2 separate regions of the Mus musculus genome follow, and region 2 is linked to region 1. The links are chromatin contacts, called in public Hi-C maps. All regions are on one chromosome and are shown on one strand. Each heading gives the region's core, a stretch centred on a gene start, on an enhancer-like site or on the middle of the called end of the contact. The rest is flanking DNA. Distances are from core to core; before and after follow the strand shown.

Region 1 (6,519 bases), core at 1,533-4,032:
TATACACTACTACACTAACCTTTACCTGGGTTCCAAGGGTTCAAAGACAGATTTTCATGGCCGCATAGCTAGAGCTTTACCAACAGAGCCCACAACCAAGCCCTACGCACACTGTCTGGTCCATCCTAAAGATAACTGTGAGTGAATAATGCCACAGAGCCCACAGGCAGGAAAGCAAGCAAAGGCTGGGATTCCCAGCCCTCATCAAGGGGGATTTCCTCAGCATGTACTTTCTTTTGAAGAGATCATTGTCTCAGATGATAAAAGTCTTAGGAAGTAAAAAAAAGGGGGGGGGGGAGGACCCTTTATTCACCAAGACTGAAAGAGTGCAGAGAGGCAGGGTGAGAGCAAGGGAAACACTAGAGGAGGAGAAGAAACCTGCAAGAATCCTATTGTGAGAGGAATTCTTTGTAGTGGAGACAAAAATGAAGTCACCTATGTGGAAGGGGGCAGTAGGCAGTTGAAAATGTAATTGTTGAGAAATTGGTGCAGACACGCCATGGCATTGTCCCCCACAGCCTGCCCCAAGGCACCAAGCACACTAATCAACCATGAGGTAAGACCTACTGCTGTGACAATGGAGGGCTAGAGTGAGGGCACATTGGTGAAGCTCCTGCAATCCCTGAAGCTCTGTGCTACCTCTAAGCATTCAGCACCATTCCTGTGAGCCAGTGACTGGAAGAAACAGCTAGGGCTCACTGTCACCACCGGACTGCTGATGAAAAACGAAAGTCTGCAAACAAGACTGCCAGCTTCTCCCTAGGTAAGCCAAAACCATCTACATGCAGGAAAGAGGCTCTTTCCATAGGGAACAGGCAACATCCGTGGGAGGGTCCCATACAGGACTGTCTGATAAAAGCACCAATGTTAACAAGGACCCCTGACATCCCAAACATAGGTAAGATACTTCACAGGCTAGCCACCAATCTCTATGGTTGCAAAAATGAAGTCACAAAACCAGAGTGCAGATGGAAATCCCCAGAACAAATACCAAGTTGTCAAGTGCTGGGGGTAGGTTGTAAGTTTCCAGGGAAAGAAAAAACAGTGGTGATATGTTTGGTTTGTTCCCCTGGAGGAGCAGTAACAGGAACGACCCTTCCCTGGCGTGGCTCCAGTATCACGTCTTCAGATATTGGACTGAAAACATGTTGCAAACAAAATCCCAAAGTTATATATATTTTCAGTCAAATACAAATATTTTGCTTCAATTCTTCAATTCATGTAGACTTTCTGGCCAGACACAGTCTGTTGAAAAGGAATTCTAAGGATCTAGTATTTTAAAGGGAAAGTCAATACCAGAATGTCAGATCTTTCAATGTCCTTCCTTGTTGAGAAGCCAGATAAAGAAGAATCAGGAACCAGCAGCAAGGGTGTGAGTATATGTGTGTTTCAACTATTGCTCATCACACACACACACACACACACACACACACACACACACACACACACACACACCCTACCCGCAGCTGTTGCTCAGGACATCTCATTGAGATAGGCAAGCAGCAGAGTGAGTGTGCTGGTTAGTTTGAAATCCCTGAGCAAAAGATACACACTCAATCAAAGCCGACTAACAACCAGCCATAAAGGGAGGTGTTGGCCACTGCTGCTTTATGTGGCCCAACTGATGGTGGCCATGAAGAGTGTCCCTACACAGGTAGCTGACCACCCTCCTAGACCTCATCTGGCCCTTTCACCCCTGACCTGAAACCTTCGTAGGTGATGTGTAAGATGCATTAAGGGGGGTAGAGGATGCAGATGAGAAACGCATGCTGAGGTGTCCTTCTGAGTTAACCTACATCATATTTCCCCCCATGATCAAGCCTGCAGATGGGAGTGGTAAAGCATAATCTCACATAATCTCATCAGCAGATTTACAACGAAGGCCATTTTTCAGTAACAGAGATGAAGAAACAAGAGGCAGGAGGTATTAACGTGCCGGGGTCTGTTAGCACTGAGGGGTAGGGGTCACAAATCTAACTGGCTGTGTCCTCGAGCTTAGTGAATCTGGAGCCTTCAGACCCACAATAAGACAAGAGAGAGGACTTCTGTGCCCTAAGGTGAAGAAACTTGAACATGGTCAGATTTTCTTTAGAAAGCACTAAGTTTCCCAAAGCCAAAACAACCTGATCGGCACAGGGAGGGATTTTTCTTCAACAACGTTTAAAAATTGAGCTGCCAAGTGTCTGCTCTCGTGGAACGGCCATGGATCCAGACAACAAAATGAACTTTTCAATTTCGAGCCTGGCTGGAAATTATTACAACTAGTTGCCATGATGATATAAATTAGTTTGGGGATTCTGCTATAACTCGCCGTGTGCTCTATCCTGAGACGGTAGAGAACACTGTAATAAATGACTGGCAATCGCTTACTCAGATTTGCTTGTTGCTCAAAGAATGATAATGTTTTGCTTACAGATGAGTCCGATTTTAAACCGAGAGCTGACAATTCATCACAACTTTTCCTTTCCTTTTATGTTTATTTGAAAAGAGAGAATATATTTAACGCTAAAAGTCTTCAACAACCCTCACTGCGTTGAGCTGCTCACAGAACGCCAATCTTCTAGGATTGTACTGCCTTTGTTCGAGGCAGAGATGTGAATACACCCAGGGATTTGTGGGATTGACAGGACCAACTCTGCTTGACAAATGGAGAAGATTCCATGCCCCACACGAACGGGAAACATCAGGTTAGTATGTTCTTCAGACCAGCTGCCGTGTGTGCTGTGGCTCTCTGGTAAAGTCCCACAAATCACGAGGACTCACAGTTGCCCAAAGCCTGTGGCATTCACCAAGTGGCTGGCTGAAGCAAAGACAAGACTTTGTTGTGCTCTGGGGGAGCAGAGTGAGGCCTCCATATGTTGTCATAATCTCTTTGCTACAAAAATAGCTTTGGGGATTGAGAAGGCTTCCAGGAAGGAAGGAAGAACAGGAGCCGGCCATTTGGCAAGTGCTTAATAAGGTGGAGGCTTTGGGCAATGACTGGTCCACGCTGGTGCCTGAGACCATCCTTAAATAACCGTGCAATCCATTACCACAGGGGTTGTGGGGTCTGAGTGTTGCTTATTGGTGGATAAGAAATCCTTAATAAAAACTGCAAGAATTCAAGAGGTCCTGAGTGGCACATGAAACAAAAGAGAAAGAAATCTTATCTGCTTGGGAGTCCCAAAGGGCCATTTAGGACTGGTTTAATGTAACTAGTGTCACAGAAGGGTCAGAGACACATCGCTGTGTCACTCAAAGTGCTATTTCCAGCCTGCTCCTTTCTCCGTGCCTGGAGAAGCAGGACAACTGGAAGGAGAGGCGTCCTTCTCTAAGGGAGGAAGTGGATGCTGCACTCTTTGGGACCTTGGGGCCTCTCTCTCCACTCCTCTGCACTGCCACCCCAGTGCTGATCCTCAGTATCTCTCTGGGTGACAGGAGGAGCCTGACCACCCCTCAACTCACAAGCTATGGCTCCCTTTCCACATTCTTTCTAGGCTTCAGGTATTCTGTGCGCCCTGGCTTCGTGCCAGCACTGGCAACGCCTGATAATCCCTATACCTCTTCCTGCCTCTTAAGTCCACAACTCAGCTCCCGTCCTTATCTCTGATCTATCAGTCCTCAGTCCCCTCGTGAGCTCATGTGGTCTTTCGTCATATAGATGGTTACAGACAAATAATTCTCAGATTTATTTACCTACCATGGTCACTCTCCCTTGAACTCCAGACTTGCATATCCAGCTGCCTAGTCAACATATGGCCTTGGCAATGTAACTACCATCCACGACAATATGCCCAGACTGCTTTTCTGAACTTCACCCCAGGCCCTTGGTCTCCGTTGATGAAATCTTCACCCCTCTAGTTGTCCAGGCTAAAGATCTGGGGAGTAATTCTTAACTGTTTCGCTCACACCCTGTATTCAGTCCTAGGAAAGTCTGATGCCTGCCTTCCAGGGAGATCCTATCCAGAACATGGCCATTTTCCACCGAAAGTGTCAGCCTAGAGTGACCCAGTATCATCTATCTTACTCCTCCAACCTCTTAACTGGTCTACCCATTTCTCAAAAGAGTTTTTCTCATATCCAAAGCCAAATTCCACTTTTTAATGTCTAAGTCATGGGGGCAGGGAGATGGCTCCATCAGCAGAGTCTGGGCATATAGCACTTGGACTGCCAGCATCCTCATGAAAAGCCAGGCCTGGCAGCAGCTTGCACGTGTAATCCCAGCACTGAGATTGAGACTGGATCCCTAAGGTTTACTGACCAGCCAGTCTAATCAACCAGTGAGTTGTAGGTTCATTGAAAGACCCTGTCTTTAAAAATAAGGCAGAGATGCGATGGAGTGGGTGGGGACAGCTGTTCCGGGTTCACGGAGCAACCTTCTCCCAAATGCAAACTCATCTCCGTGAGTCCCTTTCGCCCGTGTCGCTCTCACTGCACAAGTTCTAACCTCGCAGCTGCAGTCTTCTGCTTGCCCATTTGTTTTCAGTCAGCATCCATCAGCTCTCAAAAAGATGGATGCTCTCCTGCTGGACACCGCCTGCCATTGGCTGTCATCCTCCTTCCCTCCAAGAAGACAGCCATCTCTTTCTTACTTTCATTTATTTCTTTTTTCTCTTTCTTGTGTGAGGTGTCCCAGGTGCCTGTGTCTGCCACACGGTAGTTGCTTGGTGACCCTTTCTAGAATAGATGAGTGAGCATGTGACCATGGCTGTTAGGATAAGATCAATTGAACTTGAGGCCCTGACATTTTATCTTTGCGCCGCTGAATCATGCCTGTTTTAGTTTTCCTCATTTGAATTATTTAATTCGTAAGATTGCGGTATGCCTTCTTCACTCTACATTTAATTATAAACCCATTTATGAGCTACTAAGAAATGGGATTCCTTTCTCTCTACAAATGTTCTTGAATGACAAGCCCCAGGGTCCAAACCATGTCAGGGAGCTGCCTGGGGAACACAGAAGAGCTTCAGGGGTCAAACCTTGCTTTTTAGTCTTGGGGACCCGAAGCCTTAAAGGAAAAACTTCACTCGAAAGTTCTGCTGACACCACTGCTCGTGGTACTGTGTCAGTATCTTTTTTTTTAATTCTTTTGAAGTTTTAGTCTTCATTATAAATAGCACAAGCTTTCTACTATCAATTTGGATGTATAGCATCGTGTAATGTCTCTCTTGACATTTGTCCAATCCCATTCTGCTTCTCATGGGTCTAGTTTCTGCTCATTCAATCATTTCATTCAATAGTACTTAATGGCTACTACATGCAAGTACTGCTGCGTAAACTAAGGACAGAATAGTAAAGCAGATAGGAATGGGCTCACCCTGTATCTCCAGCCTTCCCCAGCTTAATGCATGACACCAGCTGACTTTATGTAGCACATACACATACATATAGCATATAGAGATACGCACACATATATACATACATAAATATAGACACACACACACACATATATGCACACATATATATGTATGTGTATACATATACGCCACCTTTTACTCATACCACGACAAGGGAATGACTCTTCATTTTACAATAAAAGAACATTAAGGAACTAATAAGAAAGACTATTGTCCAAGGTCACACCTCTAGTAATAGCAGAGCCAAGAGAGCAGCATAGTCCTTGGGTTCTCTCTCTGCTGTCTCACTGCCCTTCCCCAGCCCTCTGTACTCAAGCCACCAGTCAAGTGAGCAGGCTCCACCCCTCCAACTCCAGTTCCTCTGGAAATGGTTGGTCAGTAAGTAACTCCCAACTCATCTCCTTGCCGCCTCTTCTTGCCTCCAACTATCTATTGTCTACGATGAGAGGTAATTAAAAAAAAAAAAACACCTTATATCCTCCAATGGGACTAAACATAGTGCCCCATGCCCCTAATCTTATCACTTGGAGGCAGAGGCAGGTCTTCATCAGCTACATAATGTGTTCAAGACCCGCCCAGACTCCAAGAGAGACCCTGTCTCAAAAAAATAAATAAATAAAAGCAACCATACAAACAGACTTCTACTGATTTCTATTGTACTTAAAACACAATCTCGTGTAGAGTCTGTACAAACCTCGCCTTCTCATCTTAACCACAGCCTAGCACCTGCCTCCTCATTGCCCACCTGTGCCTGCACCTGCCTCCTCATTGCCCACCTGTGCCTGCACCTGCCTCCTCATTGCCCACCTGTGCCTGCACTGGCCTTTCCTTTCCTTTTTGCTTTTCCTTCCGTCTTACTTTGTTTTCTTCCTTCCTCTCCCAATATGACCTCTCTACATAGCCCAGGCTGGCCTCAAAGTTTCAGTGACTTTTCTGACTCAGCTCCTCAATGCTGGGCTTATAGATGTGTTTTACAACACTAGCTACTGGCCTACTTTCTAATCTTTGAGTACATAAGGGTCAACCCCAGCTTTTTGTGTTCCCAGAGCTTATGTAGTTAGTTCTCTATTATGATCTGGGATTTAATGTCCATGTTACATCCACAGAGCAGGCTTCCATGACCACCCAAGCTAAAGTATTCACATAACTCTACCCATATATTCAGAATTACACACTATGGCTT
Region 2 (7,466 bases), core at 4,240-6,739, 81 kb before region 1:
ACCCTGTCTAGGCATTTGATAAGCTAAAGAATCAAAGGTCTCAGATATTACACATGTCCAAGGTCACTCAGAAAACCAGACACTGAAGCCAAGCCTAGAATATCTGTGTTTGGTGTCTCCGTAGTCGCAACATAACTTTGGTCATATCAATGTCATTAAGAAAAAACCCAGCAGACAAAGGCTTGATTGAGAGTGGATAATTTCTGCCTTTGTGGCTTATAGCCTGCAGGACCCACAAGCTGAGGAGGCCATGTTCACACCACATAGGAAGCACAGCAGAAACCAGGATGCCAAGGGCAGTTAGCTGTTTGTCGCTGGTATTTCCAGAACCGGTTTTGTCTGGTCTTCACTGCCTGGGATTTATCATGTGTAGGCAAGGTACTCCATGTCTGTGGTTCCCATGTTAGCCGCCTGCTACTGGTCAGGACCTAACAGGTCATGGGACCCTCCACTTTTGGAAAACTCTCCAGACTGAACCATAGCTCTGAATTCAGTACTGTCTATGCATTTGCAAGGTTAATACCTTCAGCCATAGTCCTCACCCACAGATGTCTTCTCCTCCATTGTAGTCAGTATATTACTCAGTCCAAATACTGTTCATTTAGTTCTGATATTTTATATAAAAGTATACTTGTCTGGCAGTGTACGCTTAGGGTTTGTGTGTGTTGACTAGGGCTGGCTGTCATTTATCTTCTGTATTTTTATGGATAGCGAACTCTACCTCACAGAATCAGTGTTTCCAGAGGTGAGCTCTGGAGAAGCAGAGGTGAGAGAACAGCCTTCAGGCCAAAGCAGTCTCCCATGCTGGACTTCAGTGGCAGCTTTGCCTGGAGTAACAGCAGTTTGAGAGGATGATTGCCAAATGTGTTCATCCTCTTGCTCCTAAGCTACTTGGGGCGAGCCAGCATCACAGAGCCTCCGTTCAGAGACAGGAGCATTTGCTGTTTCTCGGCCATGGTTTGAGGCTCCTTTTCTGGAGTGAAAATCCAAGACATAAACATAAACTCCCTTACGTGCTCTATTCATTATGGAAGAGCAATGAACTGCCGGTATCGACCATTTTAAACATCTGTCCAGGAGCCTTCCCAGGCTGGAAAGCTGCTGCCGTGCAGCCTGGAGCTGTGAGGGAGGGAGAACTTGGGCACCAAGAAGGACCCAGAATTCTGAGCTTCCAGTTGAGCACTTGGGGAGCACCGTTTGAGTGGGCGACTGCCTAACAGTCTGCCATTGGCCACCGTCTCAGCTTCACAGAGTGAGCTGTGGGGGCAGAGGAAGCCCTAAGAAGCCAAAATTATACAGCTGTCTCTAGGGACAGCAAGGTCATCAACAGAAAATAGGACAGGACCAGGGCTACACAAATCCTTACATTCCTGTTTACAGACACACCGAAATGGAAAGAAAACGGCCAAGGAACACATCATTTGCCTGCAAGATGGCCACTTTCTCTGAGCGTGGGCAAGCATGCACTCCAGAGAACAGGTGCACTAAGCAACCATGCTTACCTTAGCGTTGGGATGTGCCTGCAGCTCAGATCCACTTTTAGGGACTGGTTAACCCAAATCACACAGTTTATACTGTCCCCACAAAGGGGCGGGGGCACTCTTGAGAAGCAAGGACTCTTAGACTTAGGGTTAGCCAACAGTGCTTTGTTATTCTTGAATTTGGAGCTATGTTCCGTGAATAAACAGCTGTACAGATGTGTGGGTTTTGCTTTGTTTTTACTTCTCCCAGTCCCCTGCTTTATTGTTCTTGAGTGAGCTCTGACTCTCACGTTAACATTTGCATGTAACTTTTACTTGAGGTGCTAAAGATGACGCTGCCAGACCTAGCAGAGTTAAAGACAGTGTCACAAGTACGACTTGACTAAAGACACGCACGCCTGTGTGAGCAGCTTTCTCACAGAAGAGCTCCCAAAGGCCTAATGACTACAAAATCCCTCCAACTTCAGAAGCGGGCTGTGAGCTCCACCATTCTCTCAGTACAGCCAGCGGATGCAGACCCAGACCAGGTGGCACTGGTGGGCTCATGCCAACATGTTCTCTCTCTCTAGCTTCTGACCATACTTGGGATGACTGCCCTTCTATGCATTTATAAGGACAGCTGAGGAGAGGCCAAACCATCATATAATGGAACTTGCCTACAGCAGAAAAAAAAAAGTTCCTGTTAATCATCCCAACATACGGAGATCAGCTATATACCCTAGGGAAAAAAAAATCATCTCCAGGAATATTCTCCATAAATTCTCTTAAATATGTTCCAGCTTATGAATGGTGAGTGAGAATCTCGGGAGATGGGGACCGGAATCTTCAGATTTGAAGAGTTCCTGCTGGTGAAGATTAATGAGCTAAAACCAGACAATCTACACTACAAATCACACGTTTAGTCAATGGGAAATGATTTGACTCAAACAGATGCTGTCGGGCAGCTTCTTAGGAATAGAAGCAGGATGAGAGATGTCATCTCTGTGTTTTCTATCAGATGCCTCTCTTGGATGCTGACAGCAGACAAGCAAACCTACTCTGCTTCTTTGTAACTTTCATTCTTTGCTCCTAAGGAGGCTGATGTTCCAGCTGTTGGCAGTGTTTGGAAGCCTTGATACCCACGGAGGCTAATCATAGACCATCTGGGGGACCTAGTATTGAGGGATAGCTCTTGATTTTGGCGCTGACTGTTGCTTTGTTTCAGTTTTGTTTCGAATCTACAGTTGAAAATAGCTCCAAAGTTGCTTGTCTCTGCTTCCACTGTGGAAACACAGGCGGGAATGGTAATGTGTCAAATAGTTACCAAACTCCTTAAAACAAGGTGGTTCTCAACCTTCCTAATGCCTCAACCCTTTATTTAATGCAGGCTCTCATGTTGTGACCTCCAACCATAAAATTATTTCATTGTTATTTCAAATCTGTAATTTTGCTACTGTTATGAATCATAATGTAAATATCTGATATGCAGGATATCTGGTATGTGACCCCTGCAAAAGGGCCATTCAACTCCCAGAAGGGTCACGACTCACAGGTTGAGAATCGCTGCTTTAAAACACAGAGCCTCCAAAGAGTTCCCATTGCTTCCAAAAGAATCCCACCATGTGGGATGAAACCCTGAGTGCTGGAAAAATGGTTTCAAATGGCCTGGAATCCAGGCCACAGCCAACTGAGCCTGAGGAGTCTCAGACAGAGGGGTGTGTGTGTGTGTGTGTGTGTGTGTGTGTGTGTGTGTGTGTGTGTGTGTGTGTGTTTAAATGAAAGAGAGCTGGATGTGGTGGCACAAGCTAGTAGCAAGGCGTAGCTCCCTTGGGAGGTTGAACTAGGAGATCATAGGAGCTCTAGGCAAGCCTGGGACCCCTTACCCCATGTGATATGGTTCAGATTCTCCCCATCCCCATCCCAACTGAGGCCTGGACCAGAATTCTACCCTCACTAAGACCTTGACTAGCATTTCTTGCCTGTGTCCTTTTCTTTCTAAACAGCGGAAACTGGGCAGTGCCTAGAGATGCTTCTTTTAATAAGAGACTCCGGTAGTTTTCCATATTATCCTCCTGCTCCTTCTTAGCAGGCCTGCTCCAGGCTAACCATCTGTGTTTTCTGTTAGAATGCCGCTCTTTCCTCCACTCTCTTCCCAAGCATCTTCATGCCTCTGCTTTCTATACCTTTCTAAGTGGCTGGCCAGAGTGCTTGCCTGGACTCACTGAGTGGCGGAGCAGAGACTGTTTCCCTCGCCTGACCACAGCCCCCCACTTCCTGCTTCCAGTATCCAGGTAGCATTTCCTGGTTTTCAAATCCTTTTTTTTTTTTTTTTTAAATGTGAAGGAGGCCAAAGTACAATGAGAGCTTCTGAACGTACAGAGAGCATGGATTCTGGCAGGGGACCCAACCCAGCTTTGACCCCCACAGTGCTGAGCACTCAGTGCTGGGTGTTCAGTCTTGGTACTCTCTGGGATGGAGACTTCCCTGTCTTGTAAACGCAGAATGAAGGAGCAGAGTATGACCCTTAGTCCTTTCTAAAGGCTTGGGAATCCCTGGGAGTCTATGCTACTCAGAGCGACACGGGGGTAGATTGCTAACCCTTTCAACATGACATACTATTTTTTCCTGGAAACGCTCTGCATGCTCAGGACTGGTCACACTTCTGTGTCATGTATCTGTACATTAGTGAGTGACATTCTGCTACTTAAGGACTATTTTGATAAATCTGAATAATACTCTTACATTACTACAAATCATTCTTGTTTAGTAGTAGACTCAAAATCAGAACATTGATAGCTACCTTTACTTACTATTTATTCTTCCTTTAAAAAAATCAGATATGTTTCAAGTTATTTAATAAGACTTAATATGTTGCTGAAACAACCTTTGGGAGGGATCACGGTATTTACAGGATACTAGGTATTATTATTATTATTATTATTAATTTATGTGCACTTATGTGCATGTGTGCACACGGGCTCAAGGCTTGAGAGAGGGGTCGGCTCTCTGATGCTGGATTGCCAGGCAGGGGTGAGCTGCCCGCCTGATGTGAAGGCTGGGAACTGAACTCAGATTCTCTATAAGAACAATATGTGGTCTTAACCACTCAGCCATTTTCCTAGACAAATACTGGATTTTTCAAGGTTTTATAAGGGTCTTCTAATTTTTAATTGAGAATTTTATACTTGTGTATGTATTTTGATCAAACCTACTCCTCATTCCTTCCTCTCCAACTCCTCCCCCTGACCCCTGCCTAGTCTTAAAACCAGAACAAAACAAACAAAAAACCCATGACACCAATAGACATAAATGTGTTGATGAGGGGGTGGGGGTGGAGTTGAGCTCTAAAGTACTGCTAGCAACTAAGAAATGCCGAGAGCAGGAGAAACAGCCTTCCCTAGGGAAGGACACACCAGCTGGGGGTCAGCCCTTGAAAACACAAACGAACAAGCAGCATTATACAGATCAAGCAGTGTGTGTGTGTGTGTGTGTGTGTGTGTGTGTGTGTGTGTGTAAAGAAAAGGAGACCACGAATATGAGAGAGCAAGGAGGGGTATATGGAGGGTGGGTTTGGAGGGAGGAAAACGAAGGAGAAAATGATGTAATTGTATTATATCTCAAAAATAAAAGAAGAAAGGAATGCAAATGATACTGAGACAGAAGAAAATGTGGGATCATTAGAACTGTTCCATCTAATTAGGAGACCAAAGTTACCAGTGAAGAATCCACAGTTACTGTGGTTGGATCATTATGATGAGTCTGTATTTCAGATACTCACACTCAAAAGCAAGTCCGTGTGTGTGTGTGTGTGTGTGTGTGTGTGTGTGTGCACACACACACACACACACACACACACACACACACACACACACACACACACACACAGAAAAGACTAATTGCAAGCCTTAATGTCCCTGATCTAATTGAGAGGATAGACCAAATTTTGGGGCATGAGGTTGTGGCTGTGTCTTCTATGTATTGCTCATTCAACAGCTGACTAGCAGGGCCCTCACAGCTGCTGTGTTCTGACTCATTGGAGAAGAGGGGTGGAAGGTCCACTACCCCACAGGGTCATGTCACGAACAGTGCTGGGTTTCTAGCTTGTGGTCCTGTTGTGAGGGTTGTGGTGGCTTTGGCAGCAGGGCCTGTCTGGTGGGAGGAGGCCGTCAGGGTTGAGATGGTAAAGGTCAAAGCCAGGATTTGCTATCTGCCCTGTTCTCCTCCTGTCACGTGATCCCATCACCCCTCCCCTGACCTACCATGACAGACTATACCTTCTGAAACCATGAGACCCCCAATTCCCTTCTCCCTTAAGTTCCTTCTGTCGGGGCTTTCATCACACGACGAGAAAAGGAATAAAATTCTACACAAAAAGACTATGGAGCTCTGGGCTCTAGTGGTTAAGAGCACTAGCTGCTCTTCCAAAGGACTGGGTTCAATTATCAGCACCTACATGATGGCTCACAATCCCCTGTAACACCAGTTCCAGGGGATCTAACACCATTTTCTGGCCTCTGTGGGCACCAATTGTGCCCATGACACACTGACATACATGCAGGCAAAACACCCGTACACACAAGGTAAAATGATTTCTAAAAATTCACTGATGATGAAAGGGTGTGTACATATTCAAGCTTTAAGTTAAAGTGCTTAAGGTCTTATTCTTTATGGTTCAATGTTTTTAATGGCTATTACAATGAACACATCAATTTCCCATCCTGAGCAGGACCACTGAGAGGTCTTCTGATAAAAATTTATCCCCATCTAATATATGAATAAAAGAGATATTTAATAGTCAAATAACTTATCCATGACTATACCCCTAGCTATTGATCAAGAACACCTTTTTTGGGTATCGAAGAGACGGTTCGGTCATTGAGAGCACTTTTCCAGAGAATGGAGATTCAAACCCCAGCGTGCACATGGCAGCTACCATCCTTTTCTGAGGGCTCCAGTGCCCTTTCCTGGCCTCTCCAGGCACTGCACATATGTGGTACACAAACATACATGCAGGCAGAACACCTGTATATGTAAAATAAAGAAATCTAAAAACAGTAACAAAACAACACAAATCATTTTGTTATTTATATCCCGAATTTAAATATCTAAGATGTCACACATAGCCTTATAGTTCTCTTCATGGGACACTGCATGTAGCTTGTCTCTCAACATCTTATGTGACTAGTGGTGTCCTGTAGTGTAGCATGGGACACTTAGGGACACCCAGGGGGCCTTTAGATCACTTGAGATCCATTAGGGAGATTTTCACAAAGTCCTAGGTAGTTCTCATCAAGGCTTGACATAGAAACCTGAGCCTGGCCATGCCCAGCTCCTCCCTCTTCCTGACTGTCGTGTGATCATTTGTACACATGGTCTTGAGACTGCCATCTGCCATGATGTGGGACAGCCAAATGGATCCTCCCAGAACTGAGCCCAGGCAGGTGCCAAGCAAGCCCTTGAGCTTCCGGAACTACTGGAGGCTGAGTGAATTTCTTTGATAAACTAGCCTGGCTCACATACTTTTTCTTTTTGTTTTCTTTCCTTTTCTTTTCATTAGATATTTTCTTTATACACATTTCAAATGCTATCCCGAAAGTTCCCCATACCCTCCCCCCGCCCTGCTTCCCTACCCACTCATTCCCACTTCTTGGCCCTGGCATTCCCCTGTACTGGGGCATATACAGTTTACAATACCAAGGGGCCTCTCTTCTCAGTGATGGCTAACTAGGCCATCTTCTGCTACATATGCAGCTAGAGACACGAGCTCTGGGGGGGTACTGGTTAGTTCATATTGTTGTTCCACCTATAGGGTTGCAGACTCACATACTTTCTTTTTTCTTTCTTTCTTCCTTTCAGGCTGACCTCGAACTCAGAAACCCACCTGCCTCTGCTTCCCAAGTGCTGGGATTAAAGGCGTGTGCCACCACTGCCTGGCCTCCCATATTTTCATTGGTAACAAAAAGCTGATGAGTATCAATGTCTTAGTAAGCAAATCAGATGTCTTAC

The links. A called contact is a pair of places that touch in the nucleus more often than the background predicts.
Region 2: a contact with region 1 is called in a Hi-C map of myocytes, with 2.5 times the contacts expected there. The contact joins two enhancer-like sites. A contact is called at or near these places in 1 of 484 Hi-C or Micro-C datasets (myocytes) and 1 of 9 other capture datasets (embryonic stem cells).

Annotation. Positions count from the first base shown.
Region 1 is chr14:46,947,439-46,953,957 of GRCm38.p6, reverse strand. The region is part of intron 2 of Samd4 (sterile alpha motif domain containing 4); the gene reads right to left. Gm52120 (a long non-coding RNA gene) reads right to left here. Exons shown (of 2, transcript XR_003951144.1): 1 at 6,094-6,519; 2 at 1-6,062. Among named protein-coding and RNA genes, the nearest start is that of Mir378c, 4.2 kb to the left of the region's middle. Within about 2 kb of position 2,782, at least 9 of the 459 cell types and tissues checked have an H3K27ac peak or open chromatin away from gene starts, as enhancers often do. A contact at or near this core is called in myocytes, where this site is marked.
Region 2 is chr14:47,029,749-47,037,214 of GRCm38.p6, reverse strand. The region is part of intron 3 of Samd4 (sterile alpha motif domain containing 4); the gene reads right to left. Among named protein-coding and RNA genes, the nearest start is that of Gm52121, 25 kb to the right of the region's middle. Within about 2 kb of position 5,489, at least 13 of the 459 cell types and tissues checked have an H3K27ac peak or open chromatin away from gene starts, as enhancers often do. A contact at or near this core is called in myocytes, where this site is marked.